Linked DNA regions of Ovis aries: region 1 is linked to region 2. The links are chromatin contacts, called in public Hi-C maps. All regions are on one chromosome and are shown on one strand. The core of a region is the stretch at or near the end of the contact, and the rest is flanking DNA. Distances in the headings are between cores, read along the strand shown. Region 1 holds the start of SPSB4 (splA/ryanodine receptor domain and SOCS box containing 4). Region 2 overlaps SPSB4 (splA/ryanodine receptor domain and SOCS box containing 4).

Region 1 (5,906 bases), core at 3,162-5,661, 64 kb after region 2:
ACCTTCCCTGGCCTGACTGATATTCATTCTCCTCATACTTCCAAGTGGGGCTGGGCACCCTCTGTGGCATTCCTCCATTGCCCTGTGCTCTTATCCTGCATCCCCAGCTGTCTTCTGTGCCACCGGCTCTGTTTCTTGCTGGCGAGGCCAGCGCCTGCCCACCCAGCCTCTACCTCCTACCAGCACCTGCTACCTCTGGCTGCATCGGGCTGAAGAAGACACTTCCACTCCATACCTCTTGTACAGTTTGCCTTTTTTTTTTCCTTTTTTTCTTTTTTTTTTTTTCAGTTTGCCTTTTTTAACAACAAACAACATTGTTCTCTCATGATTAAAGTACACATTTTAAATGGGGATTAACTCAACATGCATAGCAAAAAAATCACACGCAGTCCACACCGGCCAGGAAAGTTCTTCTGAGGAAGGTTCATGATACCTGATTTGGGTCTTCGATCCTCTTTCCCAAAGGACTCAACAGAGATGACTTTTCCTACAGCTTCAGAACAGATACCCTCTGTGAGCCTTATTTACGGACCATATTTTATTGAAAATATTTTACTTAAAATGTGTTGCTGGGGACTTCCCTGGTGGTCCAGTGGTTAAGAATTTGAGCTCCTAATGCAGGGTACCGGGGTTCAGTCCCTGGTCAGGGAACTAAGATTCTACATGCTACAACTAAGACCCAGTGTCAAATAAATATTTTAAAAATAAAGGACTTCCCTGGTGGTGCAGTGGGTAGCCATCCGACTGCCCATGCAGAGGACACAGGTTTGAGCTCTGGTTGGGGAAGATTCCACATGCCAGGGAGCAACTAAGCCTGTGCGCCACAACTACTGAAGCCGGCGTATCTAGAACCTGTGCTTTGCAACAAGAGAAGCCACTGCAATGAGAAGCCTATGTACCATACCAAGAGTGGCCCCCACTCACTGCAACTAGAGAAAGCCCATGCAAAGCAACAAAGACCCAGGGCAACCAAAAAGAAATAAGTAAGTAATTTAAAAAATAAAGGTGTTGCTGTTTTATTTTTTATTGTTGATCTTTCTTGCCAAGTGTATATGGTTATGTTCACATCAGTTGTGTGTATGCACTTAGAGTCAGGTACCTCCATACCCTCTGATTTTCTGCACCCTGTGGGTGTTCTAGCTGCGAGGTTGCCTGAGACCCTTCTTTCCTGTACCAACAAAGAAGGAGCCCTTGAAGACCCTGGCTATGTAACGACGTCAGGCATCATTCTCTCTGGGAGAATCAAGTAGCCCCTGTAGGGTGAAGGGAACTAGGTCTTTTCCCAAAGAGGAGGGGAACTCAGCACTGGCCCAGGTCTTGGCCACTTTCTGGAGTAGAAGTGAAGCTCCCCAAGGACAGGCCTGTCCAAGTGAGGAGGAGCCAGGTTTGATAAAAGCCAAGGAAAAAGTCTTTGAAGTGTTGGAGCAAAGCCAAAAAGGTCAGGGGGTAGAGGTTAATAAGAGAGGAAAACAGTGAAAAAGGGGTGAAAGGAGGCAGGAACCAGACCTGTAAGTCTTTGGAGGCACCTTAATCTTACTCCTGGGCAGCCTCAAGGAGATTCTAAGACTAGGAGGGATTTGATCTATCTTATATTTTTAAAAGATGTTTCTGATAAATAATAAATATAATAAATAATAATAAATAATCTTATTTGCTAATGTGATATGCGAAAATTGTCTTGTAGTTTGAACTTATTATAATAAATAATAATAATAAATAATCTTATTTGCTAATGTGATATGTGAAAATCGTCTTGTAGTTTGAACTTGAATTTTGCTTATTCAAGAAAAATGAGGTAGAGCAACTTGTCATATGCTTGTTATTTCAGTTTTACTCTGTGCATGTGAACCGTGAATGGTCTTTTTCTTGTTGACTTAAGGACATTTTTACACATTAAAGAAATGAGCCCTTTGTGACAAGAGTGACAATTCTCCCAGTTTGTCCTATCTTTTCACTGGTTCTGGTGATGTCCCTGTAGATTTTCTTCTCATACAACTGAGTTTACCAGTCTTTTAAGCAAAACAGAAATACAGCCTGGAGAGATATTTGAGTAGAATGGTCAGCAAGCAGAATTTTGTTTGTTGTTTGCCTAAGGTGGTCAGTTCCTTTTATTGGTACTTTTAAAGGAAGTTTGTAAAATGGAATCTATCAGAGGGTTATGTGTCTCAGGAGGATGGTGTCTTGTGTCTCAAACATCTTTCTATCAAGCTACCAACACAGTGTCTTTCTACAAACTCCATTAATCAGCAGCACTCTTTGAAAAATGGAGTTGTGGAGGATGAAGAAGGATCCCCCATCAGTCTCAGTGACAGAGACTGCAGAATTGGGTTGGAGGAGACGGGCATCAAGGGGGAAAGAGAGGGAGAGGCGGGAGAGATGTATTGCACAGGCGCTTCTTCCTTAGGTGCAACGACCGCCTGGAGGGGGGAGGGGCGGGCAGCTCCCGTATTCTCCTTTTAACAGCGTTTCCCCCAAGCTCAGGCACGTCTTCCTGATTTATGCTCATCGATTGCTGGAGGACGGAAGGTGGATGGAGGATGGAGGCTCTGATTCCTAGAGAGGAGAGAACTCCTTCAACCCCTAAACTCCCCCAGGAGGAGGCTGGAGCAGAGGAGGAAACTAAGCTGGGAAAGATTCGAGTACTTGTCCAAGGTCACACTGCGGGCTGATGGTGGAGGCGGAATTCGAACTCAAGCCTTATTCCAGAGCGCTCTCCATCTCCTAGCGCTACGGCCCACAAGTGCCCTCCTCTCTCTGCCAGTCCGGAAAAGCCCATGCTCCTCCATCCCGGAGGCGGGAGTGGTCACTCCCCACCCCACTCTCCCCTCAAGCCCTCTTCTCCCTCCAGGAAGAGGTCCTGGGCTCGGCGTCCCCTCCTGGCTCCGAGCCCGTGGCGCGTCTTGCGCTACCAGGGCGGACACATTTGCCGCGCTCCAGGCTCTGGCCTCCTCCCTTCTTCCCAGACCCCACCCCCCTCCCCTGCCCGTGACTCACTCTGCACGCGACCCCCTCCCTTCCAAAGCATCGCCAAGTTTGTCTTCAAGCAAGGCCAGGAACTGGCCCCAAGCAGCGCTCGGACTGGGCGACCAGCCTCACTATCCAGCGTCAAGAGTAAACAGTAACAACAGCCCCCATTTCAGCACCCACTGCGTGCCAGGCGCTTCACTTCCAGGCGCTGAACTGCCCCCGCCCCCCAACCCCTACGAACAGACTCCTGGAAATTACTGTCCCCAATACATCGACGAAAGAACTGCTGCAGCTCCGGAAAGTTGGATGACACGCTTGGGATCACACAGCTAATAATAATGCTGGCTAACGTTTGATCGAGTGGTTCTTATGTGTCAGGAACAGGTCTACGTACATTACGAGGACCACCCCATAGATGCTTCTAAGAGCCCTATTAAAAGGGTACCATTATCACCCCCATTCTACGGATGAAGAAATCAAGGTTCGGCGCCTTGTCCAAGGTCACTCATTCAGTGAATGACAGATCATGGACCTAAACCCAGGCAGGGTGACTCGGGCGGGGGCGGGGGGGTAGTTTTTTGTGCTGTCTCCATTACGCAGAAAAGCAGCGGGCTTCGAACCGATGACACCAGGGGCCAGCCCCAAACGCCCAAAGGCAAACCAGCCAGCTCGGATTGCCACAGTCCGCAGAGAGGAATTCCCGGGGATCTGGACCGGACGCACGCCAGGAGCGCGGACTGTGGCCAGTGCCGGCCCGCACGAGGTCCGCTCGGCCAGACCTCGGCTCCCGCGCGCCTCTCACCAGAAGATGGAGAATACTCACCATAAAAGAGAGGGCAAGCGCCTGCCCTGGAGGAATCGCCAGCGCTGGCAGGTCCTGGACTCCGAGGAGAGACGTCTGCGGCCGCTGCCACCCGCTCAGGGGCGCCCGAGCGACCCCGAAGATGCCGGCTTGTTCCCCGGGGCCAGGGGCGCGTCCTCACGGCTAGAGCCCCGCAGCAGCGCCCCCTCTGCCCAGCAGGGTGGCCCAGAGTTGGAGCGTTCTTGGGGAAGTTGGCGCTCCAGCGCGGCGAGAGGGCGCAGGAGGTCGGGTGGGAGAGGGGAAGCGTCTTTCTGCGCGGATCCCGGGGGCGCGCCAAGGCCTGCGCTCCAGCGGTTCCTAAGCTCCGCGCTGGACCTGGAGGGCGGCGAGCCCCGAGCTCAAGGCGCACGGGCCGCGCCTCTGCCGCCCGCCCCTGGAGCGCCCGGCGTCTTCCCCCTCGCCCTGGGCGCACGCATTGGTGTTCGAAACTGGGGCCCGGGTCTGGGCTACGGTGCGCTCATCGCCCTCCCCAAGGGGCTGGGCGTCTTTGTGCACGGGGCGCGCCGGCCGCCGCGGCCAGCTCTGGATGCTGCAGCCGCCGCCGCCTCCCCCTCCTCCTCCGCCGCCGCCCGCTCCCCGCCTTCCCGGCCGGCCCAGAGGCTGCAGCTGAAAGCCGATCCGGCTGAGCTCATCCCTGAAGGCCACTAATCCAATAGCCGCGGAAGGCGCGGCCGCCGGGAACGCCCCTTCCCCCACCATCCCGCGCCCCGGCCCGTCCCAGCTCGGGCCGCTGCCGGCGCCGCCACCTTTCCGAGGCCACCAGCTGGCGGGAGAGGGAAGTGGAGCCCGCGGCCGCGTGCCGAGTCGGCGCGGTCGCCATTCACTCGCCCGCTAGCCCGCGCACTCCCTCACTCACGCACTCATTCATGCGCTCCCCCCCCCACCCCCATTCATTCAAGCGCGCTGGGAGCGCCAGGGTGGGTGCCCCTGAGCCGGAGGAGATACACACAGTCATTCGACAGCTTTGCTGTCTTTACCCAACTCGTGTGGGAAATAGCGCCGGGGAAAGAGCTTGGTTTAATGACCTCTTCCTCAGGAGCGTGTCTACACTTTATTTTTTAAAGATCAGATTCCAGCTCATCTTCTAAAGTCCAATTTCATACCTCTCCTGCTTCTCGGAGCCTTCCCCCGACCACTCGAGGAGCAAAGAGGTGTTTTTAGTCTGCCTGCTGCCAGGACTGGAGGTGGGCCGCCCGATTGCCCGTCTCGAGCGGAGGAAGAGGGAGTGGCCAGAGCGGAGGCCAAGAGGGTGCTTGTAGCATCTGTGCTCTCTCTGGAAAATTGACAGTTACTGGTCTGGGTGCCTTTTGTGCTCCCAGAGGTGAGCTTAGTTCATTCCACAGTGATCTGGTCTGACCTCAGCCCTCTCTATGCCGGATACTAAACGGCCTACGGGCAGAGCGCCGGTTCATCTGGGACACAGACAAGTAAAAGGTAACTCAACCTAGGGAAACAGATGGCAGCTTTGTCTGGGAAGGGCAATCTGGAAATGCTTCCTAATAGAGGTGGCTACATGAATTAGCCATGGAGACAGAAGGACAGGGTGGTCATCTGTCTAGGTACCTATCACAGCATGGAGCCTCCGGTATATACGGGAGTGTAAGGCGGCTTCCCTGGTGGCTCAGAGGGTAAAGCATCTGCCTGCGACGCGGAACACCCGGGTTCGATTCCTGGGTCGGGAAGATCCCCTGGAGAAGGAAATGGCAATCCACTTCGGCACTCTTGCCAGGAAAATCCCATGGATGGAAGAGCCTGATAGGCTACAGTCCATGGGGTCACAAAGAGTCGGACACGACTGAGTGACTTCACTTTCACTTTCAAACGATGAGGTAAGATGTGGCTGGAGGGATGGACAGTGGCTAGGTTCTTGGAAGTCAACTAGAGTTTGATCGTTCCTCAAGATTAGTTGAGGCCTTTAATCAAAGTAATGCTTATCATATTTACATTGTCCAAAGATCTCTAAGCGGAGTGAATGGATGGAGGCAAGCAAGCTTGGAACTCCTGATACAGTCCAAGCAAAAGAGGATGCTTCACAAACCAGTTTAGCCATTGGTCGGACAGCCGAAGGGGGTATTGA
Region 2 (6,217 bases), core at 1,895-4,394:
TCTATCTGTTTAAGAATCTGTTTGCATTTCTTTCAGGTATACACCGAGAGCTTCCCAGGTGGCGCTAGTGGTAAGGAACCTGCCTGCTAATGCAGGAGACATTAGAGATGCGAGTTCAATATCTGGGTCAGGAAGATACCCTGGAGGAGAGCATGGCAACCCACCACAGTATTCTTGCCTGGGGAATCTCCATGGATAGAGGAGGCTGGCAGGCTACAGTCCATGGGGTCACAAAGGGTTGCACACGACTGAAGCGACTTAGCACGCACGCACACATGCACACATACACCTAGAAGTGGAACTGCTGGGTCACGTTGATTCCATGTTTAATTTCTTGAGGAAACGCTAGACTGTTTTCTACGGCAGCTGCATTGCTCTACATTCCCATCAGCAATTTCTCCATATCCCCACCACTTCTTAGTCTCAAAAACTTGAAATAAGTTGGATAAGACTCTTGAAGTCTTATCCAGGTCTGACTCTGCCACAAACTCACTGTGATGTTAATAACATAATAACATATATAATAACAATAATAACAGCATTTCTAGTGTGTGTACTGTACCAGGCACTATTTTAAGAACTTCCATAAATTAACTTATTTAATTCCCACAATCATCAACATCTTCTTTTATAGATGAGGCAAGTGTATCACAGGGGGATAATAACAGGCCAAGGTCACACAACTAGTGAGTTGAGATTCCAACCCAGGCAGTTTTAACCCAAGTCTAAGAGGCACACACGATGACAGTTTTCAGCCTCTGTGAAGCAGAAGGGCAGGTCTCTTTGCCAAAGCACGAGAATCCTTTTGCCAAATGAAATTTTACATAGAACCCCAGTCTATTTAGCAGATAGAAAGGAAGCTGCTTGGAGGGTGAGGTCCCAGTTTCCAACCTTAAGGTGAGGCCTTGGGAACTTTGGAGAAATAGGGTTTTGGAACCTTCTTGCAAAGTCAACGATTCTGAGTGAGATACTAAGAAGTGAGTGATAAGACAAAACCTCAGACTCTCGTCCCATGGCTGGCAAAAGCACACCCTTTGCTTTTAATTTAATGTGTGAGAACAACACCTTGGATTTACGAAGTATGTTGTCTTTTTCGGGGACCTGCACAAGCATGCTATTTGCTGTTAGTGTGAATCTTTCCACAAGCACACTCAAGGATCTGTGAGGTCCTAAAGGACCTCTGCTGACTAGGACAGAATGCTCAGGAGCAGGGTGATGGAGTGATTTCAATCATGTGCTAACAGGAGCACCCACTATACTCCTGCTTTGGTTTCAGCTCTTTCCTGCCTCATCAGTGCAACCTAGTGACCCAGCGTAACCCCGGTGCCTGTGCACCGAGTGTGTGCTGGGCCTGTGCTCCAAATTTCTGACACTCGCTCACACATTCTCCCTTCATGCTCACGACAACCCCTTGAGGGAGGTGTGACGGATCTGTGGTCCCTTATCCAAAACCCTGGGACAGGTGGTTTGGGAATTCAGAAAGTTCCAGAGTTTAGTAATTAGGTGGCGCATGCCACTTGTTGCCTAACATCCCAGGGGACGGAGGCAGTGCTTGCAATCACACACGCTGGTATTTCTACAGCAGAACCTATGAATATTCACACCGAGTGAAATAAGAAATGACTAAAAATAGCCTCACATCAGTGCCGGTTGATCTGGCCTGTCAAAGGAGTTTGCCCTAAACTTAGAAATGAAGTTTTGTGTTTTCAAAACATTGCCCTGTGCTAGCAGCTTCATCTGACAGAGAAATGAGGCTCTAAGTGCAGAGTGGCTTGCTGAGCAAGGGTGAGCTGGTGAGTGCTGGAGATAGGGTTTAAGCCATAGGTCTGACTTGAGAGCCCACATCTAAACATGGAGAAACAGCACAGACTTCTGGGAGAAACCGCTGAGTGCTCAGCTCCCTCCTCTGCCACTTACGAGCTGTGGGATCTGATAAATCGCTTCACCCTGACCCCTTGACTTCTCCAGAGGTTGTTAGAGGACTGTTCTCAAATTTTCTAGCTCTCATCCTCCGCGTACAGGGTCACCATGCCCTTCCCCACTCACTGAGGTTAGGTGCAACCATGAGTCTTACTTCGGCTAACAAGTAGAAATGCATGTTTAGCAGCTGGTTCGTAACCATTAGGGGCTGTTCCTTCCGCCCTGGACCTGGAGTGAGGACACAGACTTTGCAGAATAGAGCTTCCAGGGGACCAGGGATGAGCATGCACAAGGGCAAAGACAAATAAATCTTGGTTGTTTGACATTAGTGACTTGAGGCTTGTCTATTACAGCAGCAAGACCTGGCCCATCCTGACTAGGGGTACAGGCTCCTTCTCTATAAATAACCAGTGTGAAGCCTGAATCAGGTGGCACAAGTAAAGCTCCCAGTGGTGCCTGGCAATGACATTAGTTGACTCCTTTTCCCACTCTGGGCATGAATTCCCCTGGGGTAAAGAATGGTGCGGGGGAAGGAGGGAGGGAGTGGGTAGAGGCAGTAATAGCTACGTTGCTCCTTTTAAATAACTGAAATGACTGTTAACCCATGAGGTATGCATGGAAAAGATTTTGTGGATGTTTCTGATGTTTTGAGGAAAAGGCAATGGCACCCCACTCCAGTAATCTTGCCTAGAGAATCCCATGGACAGAGGAGCCTGGTGGGCTGCAGTCCATGGGGTCGTTAAGAGTTGGACACGACTGAGCACCATCACTTTCATGCATTGGAGAAGGAAATGGCAACCCACTCCAGTGTTCTTGCCTGGAGAGTCCCAGGGACGGGGGAGCCTGGTGGGCTGCTGTCTATGGGGTTGCACAGAGTTGGACATGACTAAAACGACTTAGCAGCAGCAGCAGCAGCTGATGTTTTGAGTCATAGGTGTCTCTGATCCACCCGCGGAACTGATGGAGAGGATGGGGCGATGTGGGGGTTGGGGGGTAGGGGGTGGGGTGGGGACAGAATCCCAGCCCTGAGACAAACAGCTGCACAAGGACCCCAGGTTCCTGATGGGAGTGACAGCTGTGGACCCAATATTCCCAAAGGCCGTAAGAGCCCGCCTGTGTCGAAAAGGGGTCAGGAGGGCCAGGCAGCCTGCTGACAGCTGCTGAGCACAGAGGAGGCATCGGTGCCTCCCAGAAGGACCGCCAGATGGAGGGAGAGAGGCTGCGGGGAGGAGATTCTCCGTGATGAGAATGCGCAGTTGCCTCAGGACTTGTATTAAGACCCCATTTAGCAACACCGATTAAGGAGCTATAAATAGCACCTGGGCTCTCTCAGGCCATAAAACACACTTCCCTGCTTCGCTCCCAGCCGGCAGCCTGCCCTGCTTAATTGGGGCTCAAAATAAAATACCTGGAATGTCACTTTTGGAAGGAAGGCCCGCGTTGTCATAGTGACCAGTTGCTAAGCTAGGGTTGGGGCAGAGGCTGGACGCGGGGCTGCTGCCGCAAAGGTGGGAAGGAGGAGGCGAAGGGACAGGCGGAAGAGAGGGCACACGGCTGAAGGTTCCTAGGAAGTCTGGAACCACGCCATAAGAGGTGGCGCTATGTCCGCCAATGGCCTATAATGACCGCCCCAAACGGTAGCCTCACCCCCACCCCTTTCCAATCGCTGGTCTGACAAATGAGGACCGGAGAGGCAAAGAGGTGGGCCTGGCTGGCCCTTGGTAGATGGGAGGGCAGAAGATTTGAGTTTCAGTCCTGAATCAGTCACTAGACAGCTGGGAGACGTGGGGGAGGAGGGAGCTTTCCATTCTCTGGGCCTCTGGCCTTCTCCACTAACAGGAGGGGGCGCGAAAGGTCTCTAAACTCTAAATGCACGAGCGGGGCATCGGAGCTCCCACCAGCATCAAGAAGAAGGAAGAAGCTCAGATCCAGGCAGTGAAGAAAGCAGGGTGCACGGCAGCAGCGAGGGGAATGCTGCTGTTTGTGTCGTTTGGAAAAATATCTCAGAAGAAAATGTGAGAAATCTGACAAGCGCTGGTTGCTTCTGGGGAGGGTGGCTGGAAACGGGTGGGCAGGGGACTTACGTTATTGTTTTAATGAAGCCTAATGAATATATTTAGTATGTGTGCTTAGTCATTACTCTTTGTGACCCCATGGGCTGTAGTCCTCCAGGATCCTCTGCCCATGGGATTCTCCAGGCAAGAATACTGCAGTGGGTTGCCATGTCCTACTCCAGGGTACCTTCCTAACCCAGGGACTGAACCTGCATCTCGTGTCTCCTGCGTTGACAGATGGGTTCTGGGAAGCTGTAGGAAGAAGTACTGGCAGTAGAGGTACCAGCAACCCCACTGTAAGGGGCCTGCCCACTATTCTGCCTGATTGGGGAAAACTGATTCTGTGGACTGTTCCCCACAACGGTGTCATCCAGGCCTTCACTTCAGTTGCTTTCCTGCCTGCACGCTCAGGAATCCCATGCTGAGGCACCCCAGAGAAAGCACTCCCAGGGAGTGTCTTGGCTCTGCAATTCAACTGCCTGGAGAAACTCAGCAAGGCCCTGACCCTCACTGGTCCCATGCACAGTCCCATGAGGGACTTAGCCCAGGGTTCCCCTGATCCTCTCTGGTCCGCATCTATACCAGTGGAGGGGGCTTGGACCAGGTCCCTAAAGCCTTGCCTATTTGGAACTCTATCTGGAATTTTACTTTATATTTTCTATCTGGAATTTTAAACATCAGCCCAAGCAGGGCAGAACAGTGAGAGAAGCCCGCTCCAGATAAACAAGTCTCCCAGTGAACATCCGAGAGCAGAGGAGGATGTGTGAGGAAGCTCCAATAGTTATAGCAAGATATTCACATGCAAGTGTGTGTGTTAGTCACTCAGTTGTGTCTGACTCTTTGCGGCCACATGGACTGTAGCCCTCCAGGTTTCTCTGTTCATGGGATTCTCCAGGCAAGAATACTGGAGTGGGTTGCCATTCCCTTCTCCAGAGGATCTTCCTGACCCAGGGATTGAACCCTGGTCTCCTGCATTGAGCTACCGTTTGAGCTACAGGGAAGTCCAGGATATTCACTTGCAAGGCCCATGTGTAAATCCCGAAACCCTAAGGAAACACCTCTCTTCATTCAGGTCTCTGAAGTCACCACTGAAATCTGTCTTCAGAGTGACTGTCCTCTGTGAATGGCAGCGCGAGAGGACAGGATACAGTTGTTACCAAGTGAAAATTCCCAGGCGGAATGAAGTGATGCTATCAGAAAGACAGCCCTGATAATCACCCTGATTTATCTGAAAGATCAATCATTTGTAAACCTTCATTCTACTAACCCTTCTGTTAGTTACTAATGGATTTCTGATGGTTTTGCCTCCAGCATTCTTTACTTCCTCCTTTAGTAAAACATCTTTGGATTCCCTTGTGCAGTGTGTTTGTTTCTGAGACTTGGCCCCCTCCCAGCCCCATGTGTGGAGCCTTTGACAGGGGCTGAGACAGTCAGCACATTCCAATCCAGTGGCCATGTGATTGGTTGAGGGACAGTCATGTGACCCAACTGGAGCCAATCAGAATGCATTCCAGGGCATAAGCATGCTGGATCAGGAGGGAAGGGGAGCCCCCAAGGGGCTCCTGTGGTTGTTTTGGGACCCTAGAAAGAAGAGCCCAACCATGGGGCCTCCATCCAGAATGTGTGTAGGAGGGGCTGAGGGATGATGCTCTGTGGCATTGATGTGGAATCGCTGTCTTTACTTTTCATGTCTTTTCATGTAGGTTGAGAGTGTGAAGACCTAAAGCCACATAAGACACCCCTAAAGCTTGAAGGAAGAAGGGTTTGAGACAAGACATAGCTGGGCCCCAGGCGGAGCAGCTGGAGTTTGTCCCCTGAGGATAGATACTCCAAGATAAAGATAATAGCAAGAACAAGGAGGAGCTGAGTCCTGTCCAGATAAAAGATAAAGGTGCTAAGTGCTCAGCTGTGTCAGACTCTTTGCAACCCCAGGGACTGCAGCTGTCCATGGAATTTTTAGGCAGGAATACTGGAGTGACCTGCCATTTCCTTCTCCAGGAATCTTTCCTACCCATGGATCAAACCTTTGTCTGGCATCTCTTGCACTGTCAGGCAGATTCTTTGCCACTAGTGCCACCTGGGAAGGCCTACAAGATAAAGACTGCACACATCCTCATTCTCGAGGTGAAGGAGACCTTCCCAACTACACATGTGCCGAAAGGCTAAGCTGCTACAGTCAAATTCCAGTCCTTGTGACCCCGTGGACTGCAGCCTGCCAGGCTCCTCTGTCCATGGGATTTCCC

What was found. A called contact is a pair of places that touch in the nucleus more often than the background predicts.
Region 1: a contact with region 2 is called in a Hi-C map of muscle, with 3 times the contacts expected there. The contact joins the promoter of SPSB4 here to the enhancer-like site in region 2. A contact is called at or near these places in 3 of 16 Hi-C or Micro-C datasets (hypothalamus, muscle and tail adipose tissue).

What each region holds. Positions count from the first base shown.
Region 1 is chr1:248,505,683-248,511,588 of ARS-UI_Ramb_v3.0, forward strand. It overlaps SPSB4 (splA/ryanodine receptor domain and SOCS box containing 4), which reads right to left and starts at 4,412. Exons shown (of 3, transcript XM_027959837.3): 1 at 3,791-4,412.
Region 2 is chr1:248,442,712-248,448,928 of ARS-UI_Ramb_v3.0, forward strand. The region is part of intron 2 of SPSB4 (splA/ryanodine receptor domain and SOCS box containing 4); the gene reads right to left. Among named protein-coding and RNA genes, the nearest start is that of PXYLP1, 64 kb to the left of the region's middle. Within about 2 kb of position 3,145, at least 5 of the 54 cell types and tissues checked have an H3K27ac peak or open chromatin away from gene starts, as enhancers often do. A contact at or near this core is called in muscle, where this site is marked.